2 separate regions of the Anas platyrhynchos genome follow, and region 2 is linked to region 1. A link is a contact called in public Hi-C data. All regions are on one chromosome and are shown on one strand. The core of a region is the stretch at or near the end of the contact, and the rest is flanking DNA. Distances in the headings are between cores, read along the strand shown. Region 1 overlaps PLAC9 (placenta associated 9). Region 2 overlaps PPIF (peptidylprolyl isomerase F).

Region 1 (6,313 bases), core at 1,763-4,262:
TAGGTAGGATACTTAGTACAAGTAATGCAGAAGGCACTTCAATTGCTAAACAGATTCATTGGCTTTTAAAAATGTACATCTTAGCCTGAATTGTCTTGGTCTAGCTTTCAACCATGTAATGTTTTATCTTTATTTATTTTCTTATCAGGTGTCTTTGTGACGCAGGTATGGGGACAAGAGTTTTCTTATATGTAGCGCTAATGGCCTGGGACTAGATAGAGGGGAGCACAAAAGCTATCCTGTAACAACTTTTATTAGTAAAGGGAAAGTTAACATCACCCTCTGAATCTTGACACTAACCTCAACAAGATGTGCATATCTCTATATATTTGCACAATATATGGACAAATAGACACATATCTGTATACCTAGACAGATCTATAAAGCAAATAATAAACCTATTCAGCCTTTGTATATGCACTTTTATATTCAGTGGAAGAGCAGGTGTATGTGTATATCTAGAATTCAGATACTGGTAGGTAACTATTATATGTAGAAGTTCACACACACAAGAGGAAATGACATAGCCACTTCACCTCCTTCCACTCAATAGGAGACTTCTTGCGTAAGGAGGTCCTGCTTAAACTTCTAGACACAAGAGCACTTCTTGTATCTCCTGATACCCTTAAATCTAACTCAGAGATTCTCAATTTCTCTGCTCCATCTGCTGGTTTCTGACTGTATGACAGTGCAAGGCAGGAGAACTACCCAGCTTCTATGGGCACCATTAACCTAGCATGGAGGGCTTAATCAGAGGAGAAAGGGCACAAGGCACAAAGCATGTCAAAATTTGTAGATGATGGGTAGCATAAATAACAAAAATGTAATTTTCGTATAAAGTAGGGGTCATTTTGCTGTCTTGGATGAGTGAGCCCTTACTCTGGCTGTAAAATAGCCACTTATGTATTAAGTAGTGTGGACTTTAAGAATTGAATGAAGCGTATCACTTGCAGGAAGCATCAAGTGGAAATTTCCAGATGAGGACTTAACTGAAAGGTAACATTCTCTCTAAAATACTGAAATATTGCAACAAATATCTGTCCAAAGTAATCCATTAAGTTTCAAAAGATATATTCAGGACATGGAAATATGTCTCCGAGAAAATAGCCCGAAATGCCATGTTTGTTCTATAAGCATGCATACTTGCTTAGGCTTCCAGAAATTGAAATAACCACACATCTTAAATACGTATTTTATACAGCATACAATGAAAAGTTTAGCTTTAAAAGTTGTTAGCTTTAAAACTGACCATAAAAGTGTTGTTGGGTTGCGCACGTGCTTTGACACATCGGCAAGGAAGAAGTCTAATTAATGTTTGTAAAATGTTTCTTCAGCAGCAAGACGGTAAGGAGAAGGAGGTACCCTAACAGGCCATTACTGTTTTGTTTAGATGGCCTGCAGCCTTCCATTCTTTGATTCTTTTACAAGATGGCTGCTATTATTATATTGGTAAAGATGCTGCCAGAGGTGGTCAGCACCGAAGTCAGACCGTGTCATTTTCTTTCACCAGTTGCAATACAGAGAAGGGCAACACTCATAAGCAGCATGTGATTCTCTTTGAGCGCATTAAAATTGTTGCTTAGTATGAACTGCCTGACCATAGTGACCCAGTTGCATGCCATATTTTCAAGGCACCGGATGTGTCCTGTGAACCGCCCATCCCACAGATAAAGGCTGTGGGTTAACAAGGTAATAATCAGGTTTCTAGCAGCCAAAGCCTCAGGCCAAAGCTCTGAAAACAGAATAAAACTAGAAACTACACTGACCAAAGCACTGGCTGCCCAGCCAGTGGCAGCAATCACCCCCTCCCTCCCAAAGCACCCTGTTCTGGTGCGGCAGTGAGGGGGCAACCACAGGCACCGGGGCGCCTCCGCTCCTGTGTGAAAGTCACTGACCAGACAGGGAGATGCAGGCCCTCACTGACAGGTTTTCTTCTGGTTCTGCCCCCAGAGAGCTCCGTGTCACGCAATCTGGGAACTAGAAACATTTTGGTTTCTTTGGTTTCAAAACAGATGTCCTCCTAGCTCTTATCGCTCATTCACAACTGCTTTCAGATGTTTCCTGAGACACTGAGGCCTAGACCATCTGTCAGGTTTTTCTCAGTCACAGCATCAGTTCTGGGGTTCTGCTAAGGTGCCCTATCAAACCAGGATGAGACATCTCCTCCTCCTTCACCAAGCCCACTGCAGTTTATAAAGCAGCAATGCACCCTCACAGCCAGAAAGCCATCTCTTTCTGCACCAGAGGAGAGGAATGAACCACAGCGAAGTACCAAGCACTACACCAAGACCTGCATTTCACGGCAGCTTCTTTCCTGAGTTCTCGCGGTGTACACGCATACACAAAACTGTACAGTGTTTTGCAAACCTCACTGTGAGATGCAACAGCCTTAAACCGGCTTTATATACCTATCCCAGCATGTCCTGCTTTGAATATATGTCATACACCGTACTGAACCTCTCCTCCTACGTACACCTGCTTCAAGTAGAAGTCAGGCCTCACAACATGATGTTGCAGTTTGTGTAGTACAGAAAACTCTTTCACACAAAAGGGCTAAGCTAAGGCAAGGAATAAAGTGACATTTTGGGTAAGATCATCATATTTTCTCTGCTTAAAAAAGTCGCTTATAAGATTTCAGGTCCTATGTCAGGAAAAAGGTAAAAGGAGTCCCTGCACAGTGCCAACAGGCATGCTCACTGTGCCAGTTTGGAAAGGTCAGAAAGCCTCTGGCTCAGAGTTGGGCAGGACAAACAGTAACTTTTGCTTCTCCAAAGGCAGAGCTCTGGCTTTTCTTTTAAGGACCAGTATGATATAAGACGCATGGTCAGAGAAAAAGAGTGGTCAACACTGACTCGTGCTAGCCAACAGTGACTCTCATGTATTTTCCATTTCTAGGGAAAAACTAAACAAGCCTGTCATGTAACTTATGGCCAGCCACAAACTCCTTAAACAAATGAATACAACCAGTGCTGGCCCTTACCCAAACTTCCCACTCAACCTTGTGATTCAAGGTCCTCCCTTTGACACAATGGGCAGCAGTTCAGCATAAGGCCATCAGGCTTGATGCTGAAAGCTAAGGCTGGGAATATTGGAAAGGCAGAAATTGTATTGATTTCCGACAGTAAAACAGCTTGTTGTCCTATTACCAGAACAGCCAGGGTTTGTATAGAAAGACTGGCCATTGCTTTGTAACATACAATTCTGACATAAAATTTCAGCATTCCCATATCATTCCAACTGTGATGGAAAAAAAAAACAACAAACATGCAAGTAAGTAAAATTTTCTAGAAACAGGATGGTTCACTTGACTACTAAGTTATGAAGTAACAACACTCCCAAAACACAAAAAAGGGGGAAAAAAAAAAGGCAGCTGCAATGCAGCTATCTTTGAATTACATGACATATTTCAAGTCTTTTCTAAGTATTAAACAGATTACAGACAGATTTTTTTAAGTATTAAACAGACAGATTACATCTTCATGTTTTTGTCCTAACAGCACCACCTCCTGGTGCAGGAAAAAAACAAAACAAAACAAAAAATAACAACAAAAAATCTTGCTACAAATAAACAATCAAAAATTCTTTCTAGAACTGTGCCAAACAAATTTTAAAATAATAGCACACGTAGTACATAAAGTCACACTTTACTCCTGTCCTCCTCCCTGCCCTCAAGGACTCCAGCCCACAGTACACCTCCCATACTATCAGACTGCAATGGCTACAGTTCTTACAAACATGTTTGCTATCTTGTGATACATACCTCCAAAATTCTTGGCACAGACTTGTTATGAAGTCCTGTGTCAGATCCAAATCATGGCTCTCACACAACAGTACCGGAGACAGTACTAGTTCCTCCTCTTCTGTTTTTAAGTGTTTGTTATAACACAAGCTCACCTCTGTCTTTTCTCCATTACAAGCAAGTAACAACAGAATGAGTTGCTGCTGCCTGCACATTGTTACAGCCTCTTCAGGGCTCATGTAAGAATAGGACTTAACAACATCATGCAAATTATGCTATCACTCTAGTGGGTTTTAAAATACTATCACTGTTCCATATGTATTAAAACCAAAAGTTACTGAATGTTGCACAAAAGCTAAGAAGAGAATTGGCTCCATTAAAGCAGGTACTGCCCTTTTATGGCATACAGCCAGCAGAATTAGATGATCGAAGAGCAAAAAGTCATGACTACTGAGAGATAAACACAGGTAACTGTTAGAGATATGTGATTTTGTATACAGCATTGTAAATGAGTGACTTGGTCAGCAAATGGCACTAGCTGTACACACATTTGTTTCCCCTTGTATTGTAACATTAGACTGTTACAGGCAAGCTTCTGCCACAATGGAATCACCAGCTTGGACCCATTCTGGACGTAAGTGGACAAACTCAGCTGCTCATCAAAATTTTACCATGCAAGTTGTTTCTGAAGAAAGTCTAAGAGGAACTGATATGTAAGCGAGATCTTCCCAACACTTAGGGTTTATACTTGTAGAGACAGAGCTGAGTCTATAAACTTACTCTATACAGAAAACAGGTTGTGTGAAACAAAGGCAACAAACAAATAGAAGGACAAATGAAAACAGGTTGTTCCAAACAACTTTGACAATGTATGCATCACCACAAGACATTAACAGCAGTTGGGTACACCTGTATTTACCAGGCAATTTCTACCTGGCACAGAACCCATTTTCTTTAAAAAAAAAAACAAAAAATAAACAAACAAACAAAAAAAAACACACAAAACAAACAAACAAACAAAAAACCCAAACAAACAAAAAAACCCACGATCTTTAGCATGTCAAATACAACTACACAAGTCAGAAAGGTAAGTATTGTTATTAAAAATTCCTGGTTAATTTAACTGTGGCTGTTTTTCCAGCTGCTGCAGAACCTGTCGATGTGTTACCTGGAACTTTGGGAAGAGAAAGCTGGTGTCATGAACATGATACAATCCATGAACGCTTGGATATTATTGAAGAGGTAAGAGCTACTGCGTTGGTTCCTGGACTATACTAGACCTCTGCCTCAGCCTTTTGACAAAACAAAATAAAGAAGAACCACATTGCTAGCCACTGACCCTTCTTGATTCTATAAGACAAGATTCAAGACAAGATGTGAATTTTGCAGATGACAAAGCTTGACAAAGGAGTTTCTGCTCATTTCTGCAGACACTCAGAACAATAAATGAACTGTCACTGGGATTATAGGAAAGCTGAAATGTTTACATGTTTGTCCCCAGTGTCTTAAACATCCACAAGATATGCGTCCAGTGCTAACTACTCCCAGCTGGGTATCTGCCAAACCACATTCTGTTGGTTCTCAAATGGCCATGTTAACTTCCTCCAGCTCTAGCCTTAACCCTCTTCTTTCCACCCCATCAGCTCCTCTCATCCTCCTCGAATTTTTTTTTTTTTTTGTGGATATGATGGTGGCTGAGAAATAAGAAAGAATTAAAACTAAATTCATACAAAGCTCATTCTAAGAAGTCAAATTATGGGTGACAGAGGTGCTACAACTTGTCATGCAAAACCAAATTCTAGTACTTTGTGCCACTAGAGGACAGTATAACGTAAGAAATACTTAAAACTGCAACGCACAATATAAATGAAATTAGCTATTAGTAGAACAGGACAGTAGATTTGCTCTTGCACTAACACATTTGGTAAGATTCTTTCCACTTGACCCTCTGACTACCCCCTTTTCCATTTGCCTCCCTCGTTTTCATTAGAAGGTAATGAAAACAGTGGAGCATCTAGAATCAGAAGTCAAGTCACTCCTCAATATCATCAGTGAGACCGCATCAAATATTCCCATTGCTCCAGGAACCCCACTTATGGACATTTTTGATGGTAAGTATCTAGTGGGATATAACCTTTAGTCGATAACACTGTTGCACATGCTATTGCCAAATATCTCATCCTTTTTCCACACCAGATGTGAAGAAATTTATTGACTCAATTCAGCATAGCTAAGGCCTTGGCTGAAATACTGGGTCCAGTTTTGGACACTGTTACAGCCACCACTAAAGAGAGGAAAAGAAAATTAATTAATAAACCAACCAGCCAATGAGCTAGATACATGAGGTACACAGAGAGGTTGATAAATTAGGGATGTTTAATCTACAGAAGACTGAAGTAGCCCATCGGAATAACACTGCTGCAAAGACGAAAGCTGTATTTTTTTCACCACTACAAAAGTGAATAAAACCAAAAAAAATGCAACAAAATAATTCCAGAAAAACACAACACACAAATTTTCTTGCAAGACCAATGAACCTCTGGAATTACATGGCTGTAGTTTCTCCAGCACTGG
Region 2 (6,032 bases), core at 294-2,793, 200 kb after region 1:
GAAAAGGGGGGGGGGGGGGGGGGAAGAAAGAAAGAAAGGAATTGAGTTCTCCTAGCTGGGATAATAACAACTGCAGCTGCAAAGTCCCACTGAGAGCGCTCCGAGTTCAGCAAGCCAAGACAACAGAAAGTGGAAAGAATAGGTAAATCTGCCCCCCAGCTGCAGGATGCTGCTGCCACAGCTCGGCTGGGACACTGGTAGCAGAGGACAGCCCTCCCTTCACCGCTCCTCAGACACCTTCACAAACAGCTATGGGAGGTGATAGGATCCTCATTAACTGGGGCAGCAATTAGGCAGGAAAAAAATCATCATCCACAGCTGGGAAATGCTGCTGGGTCATGGGCAGGCGAAAGTAAAGGCCCCCATCTGCCCCTGCCTCTTGCCCCTCTCCCCAGAATCAGATGTTGATCGCAGGGAGAGCTGGTGGTGAGCTTCAGGAGCCACGTTCCCGAGTGGTTACACAGCTCGGGACAGCCCGGGGTTTGCGCCCCGTGGGCCAGCCAGCCTCCATGCTGCAGGGCGGCCCCCTTGGGGGCTGTGTGCTGAACCCAACACAGGTTTATGGCCCCGACGAAAGCCTTCGGACCAGGATGGGGTCTGGAAAATTCTTTCATATCATTGTGAAGAGAGGAAAAATAAATAAAAGAAAAACAGAACACATTTCCTTTCGTTTCAGCATGAAAGGAGTGGTGCTGGAAAGGTGGAAAAGAGGAAGACAATGATCTCCACTGCTGTTCCAAAACAATTTCTATGCATTTTGTTACTAACCACCAAGTAATCCACCGGTTCACCCCAGAAATGAAGTCATTCTTGCAACTAAAAGGAGCATCTTGTTTTCCCTTCATTGTGTGCTCCTGCATCTGTGTGCATGAACACCATTTTCCAAAATCTAGCAGCATCGTGGTTTCAGATCAACTGGAAAGGAAACAGAAGGAATGCCCAGAAAAACACGTGGCTTTGCCTTGACCCCACAGGCGGCCAGTCCACACGAGCCACTTATGGCAGCAGTGGCCACCGCAGAGTGGCTGACCCAGCGGCAACCTCCCGCTTCTCCACCCTGTGCTTTGAGACCTCCAGCTCCGTGCAGTCCTGCTCGCTCTGCAGGCAAAGGAAAGTGTTTAGCAGAAAGTTGGTTGGGCTTCTTCTTCCTGCTCTGAGCCAGCAGACACCCGCACCCGCTATTGTTCGCGTGGGCCAGCGAGCCGATGGGCCAAGGGTTAGTGGGTTAACAGCGATGCAACGTCAGGGCGTGGAACAAGGGCTGTGGCTCTGATTGCGGGTGTAGCCGTGCGCCAGCCCCAAGTGACAGACCTTTTGCCCCCACCCGGCCAGCCTTGGCCGCCCGCACACTCCTCCCACAAGCTGTGCAGCCCCACGCAGCAAACGGATCGAAAAATGCAAAGCTCGGACTTCTGCAGCTTAAGCACGGGAACGTTCTTATAAAAAAATCAGCAAAAGCTTTTATAGGGTGCTGGCAGCACATGCAAGCCATGTGACAGATTGCGAGGCTGAGGCCGTGTGCTGGCACCCCCCGGTTTTTAATGTACAGAATCACGCAGCTTTCTCCAAGGACACTTTGCACTTTGTTTGGCCTTGGCAACCCTCAAGTTAATAGCAACGGTGCTTCCAAAAAAATAAAATCCTAACCAAACACTGACTTTTGGCAGGCAGGAAAAAAATCTAAGGCACTGCATCACTTGGAGCGTGCACTGTTTGGAGCTAACGCACAATTTATGGCTCCAGCAATAGCCTAACTGCTCGCAGCTGCCGCCGCCCCCTCACGCCCCTGCCTCTCGCAGGAGCACATCCCAAGGACGTGCCAGTGGTGGGGCCTGGGGCTGTCCCTGGGGACGGGGTCCCACGGGGCTGGCATGGATCAGGCGGACAGATAGATGGATGGACGGATGGAGTTTGGCCCTGCAATGCGAGAGTCTCTCTGGGGGAAACTGCAGCGAGCTGGGGGCGAGGCCTGAGCGGTGGGGGAGAGAGGGCAGGAAAACCGCAAGGCACTTGCGCCTGCTAAAAATGATTTCCACCTAGTAATTTTAGCAGCTGTTGTGTCCCTCTGCCTACCTTCCCGGATGAATTTTAAGTAGGAGGTGAGTGAAAATGAGAACGGTGACAGAGTTTTTCCCCCCCAAACCTCTGCATCTGCACATTTTTAACTTTTCCCTGACCCTGTCTTAAAGAGGCAGTCATTCCCCCCAAGCATGCCCCCCCCCCCCGTTATATGTTTTCTTTTTTTTTTTTTTTTTCCTCTCCTGGTTTGTAAAAAGAACGGGGGGTTCAAACCAGCATCACTCTGGGGTGGTTACAATAAATGACCCATCAGGGGAGGACAGAGCCACACCAGAGCCCCTGGATCTGCCCCCACCCTGACCTTCCCAGCTCAGACCTCGAGGTCTGGGATGTGGATGCAAAAAAAAAGAAACCACAGCTTCCTAGCACCAGGGTGACAAAGCAGGAGCCAAACATGCGATACCATTGCTCAGCAGCAGCGCCAGGCTCTAAAAATAAGTGCCACTAAGCCATAGCAAGCAAAGGCACATGTCAAGCAGGACATGTGGCACAGTATCAGCCAGGTGAAGAGCTGTCCCCACAGTGAGGACGCGCAGCCCAAGCAGCAGCTGCAGGGCTGGGAGCCCAGTTACCTGCTCGGTTACGCTGCTCTTCCCTGGGCCAGCTGGGATCTGAACGTTTTGCTGGAGTCCTGCAAGATGAGGATGTCGGCTGTGCTGCTGAGTAAGAGCTTGCCTCCATTCTTCTCAAGCTACATCAGTCCCACTGATGACCTAATTTTAAGATCTGTTTACTTAACCGGCTAATAAATAATGAGCAATTCAGAGTCAGTGTTGACCTCTGATATAGTTGCACTGAACTCAAGTTAACAACACCAGCAACATTTTTCATCCAGCCATGTCCCAGGACACCTCCTTCAGCTCCAACAACAGGCAGTGGATACTAATAACCTCCTGCTCTGAGGTGCCCCAGGCCTTTCTCCATTTGAGCATGGCATCTGAAGTCAGCCAAGCTTGTTTCCACTCCGATCCCCTGTACCAGAACAACCTCCTGGTACCACACTCAGTTTCCTCCATGTCCCCTCATTGTGTGTCCCTCACAGCTCGCAGCAGGGTCTTCCTGCACCCCGGATCTCAAGCTGCAGCCTCGCCTGGTCCTGCTGCCCTCACCCTGAGCGCCGTGTGAGGGAAAGCACTGCCTGGCTGCTGCTCGCCGCTCTGTGGCTGACACCTCCTTCCCCGGCTGCAGCCTTTCTGTCCTGCAGCTCTTCCAGGCCCGCAGCGCCAGGGCACAATGTCAATGGCCTGGTTGCTTCTAAATTGGGTTGAAAGTGTCTGTCCAGCTACAGTTTCTCCGCTAGTGGCAGAACATCCACATTGTCCTTGAAATGCCATATAAAACGACTTGCTCTCATTCCAGCAGCTTACTTCTTCGAGGCCCTGCTTGTCGACACGCTGCTACCAGCAGTGTACATGCTGCAGCACGGGCAGGACCCCGTGCCCCAATGCCCTTACTTCGAAGGATTTAAACTTCGTAAACAAAAACAGATAGCCTCGGTCAAAAGCAATTTATGCAAGCAGAAAGTCTGGAACGCAGTTAAACCCTGAGAGTAAACAAAACCCTCTGTGAATGTGTTGGAACAGCTTTGCCACGCAAACTCTGGTGATTGTTGGTGGGGGTCGGTCTGTGCTTTGCCGGGGCACCCCCGGACCTGCACGCGGCGGGGGCAGCTCGCAGGGGCACAGCCGTCCCCTCCCTCCGCCCGTCCCACAGCCGGGAGAAGCGAAGCGAAGCGAAGCAAAACGAAGCAAAGTGAAGCGAAGTGAAGCGAAACGGCAGCTTTGGCCCGGCGGGGCCGGCCCCGCACCGCCGCGGCCCTGAGGCGGCCTCGCGGCGCCGCCCCGCGGGCAGGCGGGGAGCGGCAGCGGGGAGCCCGCCCGGGAGTCCCGGGCCGCCAGCGGCCGCCGTGAGGGAAGGGGTCGGGGGGCACCTGCCGCCGCCCCGCTCCTCGCAGAGCGCCTCAGGGCATTCGGGCCGGGAACGCTGTGTGAAACATGAAGCGAAATAACCCGGACAGTCACTTTTTGACACAAAATAGACTAGCACAGGCTTGGTGTAATCGTCCTGGTGCATCGCCCACAGGGACTCCGGTACCTCAGGGCACAGCAGCGGTGCCCCAGCCCTCCCGTCAGGGAAGCGGCTGAGTAGGAAATGGCGGGCACGGGGGCAAAGAGGCCTCACGCTGCACTTCACCTGCCGTGGCAGCCCTTTTCCACACTTTAATACAGGTGTGAATTCAATTAGCTCCTCTAGCATCACTCAGCTGCTTTACACTGAACCATGTTCTGAGTTGCTTGGAGATCAACCCTTTTTTACCAGAAGAAAACGAGGAAATCACCTACCCTATTGGGATTTGACATCTATACAACCTTCCAAAGTCATCTGGGGCACTTCCTTCTCTCTGAGATGAAATGGATTAACTTTAAAAGCGAGAGCCCTTTTCCCTCCCTGGCAGAGTTCATTGCTGTAACAATTTTGCCCTGATGAAATACAAAATCCCAGTGAGGAAGGCACAACGTTGCCTAACTCTTCCTGTTTCAGACCGCAGCCTTCAGGCTGACACAATGAGAGAGCAAGGCTGTGAAGGGAGAAGCCTCTTCTGCTAGCTCTGTGACACACGAGGACTCCTAGAAGAGGGGCAGAGGTACTCAGGGGCCAGAGGTATACCCAGGAGGAGAGTTACCAGCAAGGCTGAATTCCACACTACCTCAGGAGCTGCAAGCGCTGCTTGGGACACAGGTGCAATGGACAAGCGAACCAAGACCAGCAGCCATGGGCCAGGCCCCCAACATGCTGAAGCTCAGCAACCCTAGGTCCCACCACACCACCGCCTTTGGCCCTGAGCTCAGGAGTAACAGTACAACTCATGCCATGTTGCTACATATATGCATATAGCCTCATAGCCTCAGATGTCTATCAAGCTGGAAAACCCTGTCAAAGCAGAATTAAAAAAAAAAAAAAAAAAAAAAAAAAGCAACACAGAGCAGGTAAATTTACACTTTGCTCATTGTTATCCCTGCAGCTGATGGAATAAGCCAGACATTTTAGAGGTGCATTGCCCTGGTACCATTGCCCTGCCTCTTGATGGCCATATTTCTGGAACAAGGTAGCTTCTGATAACCTGCAGATGAGACTCACTACAATGTGGATGGAGTAAAATAGCACAAGTGAACACAACAGGCTTCAGCACCTCACATGCCTGCTTTCAGGTAAGTGCCCAAAGTCTTGTTTAAGAAAGGGGAAAAAAAAAACCACACACCTTTTTGTGGTAGAACTGCATTTATTTTCCATATACAAATTAAGAGAAAAATCATTGTATCAAACTAAAATAAGCCTAAACAGCACAAAATAATATTTCAAAAATACTACAAAGATTAAACAGGAAAAAATAACAATGTCAATTCCATTTTCTGTTAAATTTCTCTCAGAATACTATTACATACACACAAGAATGCAGCCCTCAGTGGAAAAAAGTGTAGTAAAGAATAGCTTTAAACCCCTGTATTAGCAGAACACAGTGGAAGTAATCACAGTTGAGAAGAGCTATCACATTTTATTTTTCTCTTCAGTAACAAGATTATCACACAAAAACAGTCAAGTGCTTTTCCCACAAGCATTAATACTTCACAGCTTTAGCAATTCTTAAAGTAATATTGTGAGGTTCCAACAGTTGTTACTGCTCAAGGACTCCACATAAAACATACCGGTTTCTACAAATGAAATGTGTTTATCTGATCAACTGAATTCTCTCATTCTCATGCATCAACCACAACAATAATGGTTTTGCTGCACCCAGTAGGCCATGTGACTCTAATGACCAATTCTGAGTCCTGTTGATGATGCATGAGAAGAAACCATAATCCAAGGTGGGCCAACTTTGCAGAACTAACAGGACAAAAAAAAAAAAAAAAAAAAAATCACTAAAACCTATTTCTCACTCAAGCAAGCTCATT

Evidence for each region. Hi-C and Micro-C count contacts between places; a contact is called where the count stands out from the background.
Region 2: a contact with region 1 is called in a Hi-C map of skeletal muscle, with 8 times the contacts expected there. The contact joins two enhancer-like sites. A contact is called at or near these places in 3 of 8 Hi-C or Micro-C datasets (liver, skeletal muscle and subcutaneous adipose tissue).

Annotation. Positions count from the first base shown.
Region 1 is chr6:15,625,704-15,632,016 of IASCAAS_PekinDuck_T2T, forward strand. PLAC9 (placenta associated 9) reads left to right here. Exons shown (of 5, transcript XM_013096035.5): 3 at 4,881-4,981; 4 at 5,730-5,850. Among named protein-coding and RNA genes, the nearest start is that of PLAC9, 9.9 kb to the left of the region's middle. Within about 2 kb of position 3,013, at least 1 of the 8 cell types and tissues checked has an H3K27ac peak or open chromatin away from gene starts, as enhancers often do.
Region 2 is chr6:15,825,823-15,831,854 of IASCAAS_PekinDuck_T2T, forward strand. PPIF (peptidylprolyl isomerase F) reads right to left here. Exons shown (of 6, transcript XM_027460206.3): 6 at 5,340-6,032. Among named protein-coding and RNA genes, the nearest start is that of PPIF, 9.8 kb to the right of the region's middle. Within about 2 kb of position 1,544, at least 4 of the 8 cell types and tissues checked have an H3K27ac peak or open chromatin away from gene starts, as enhancers often do.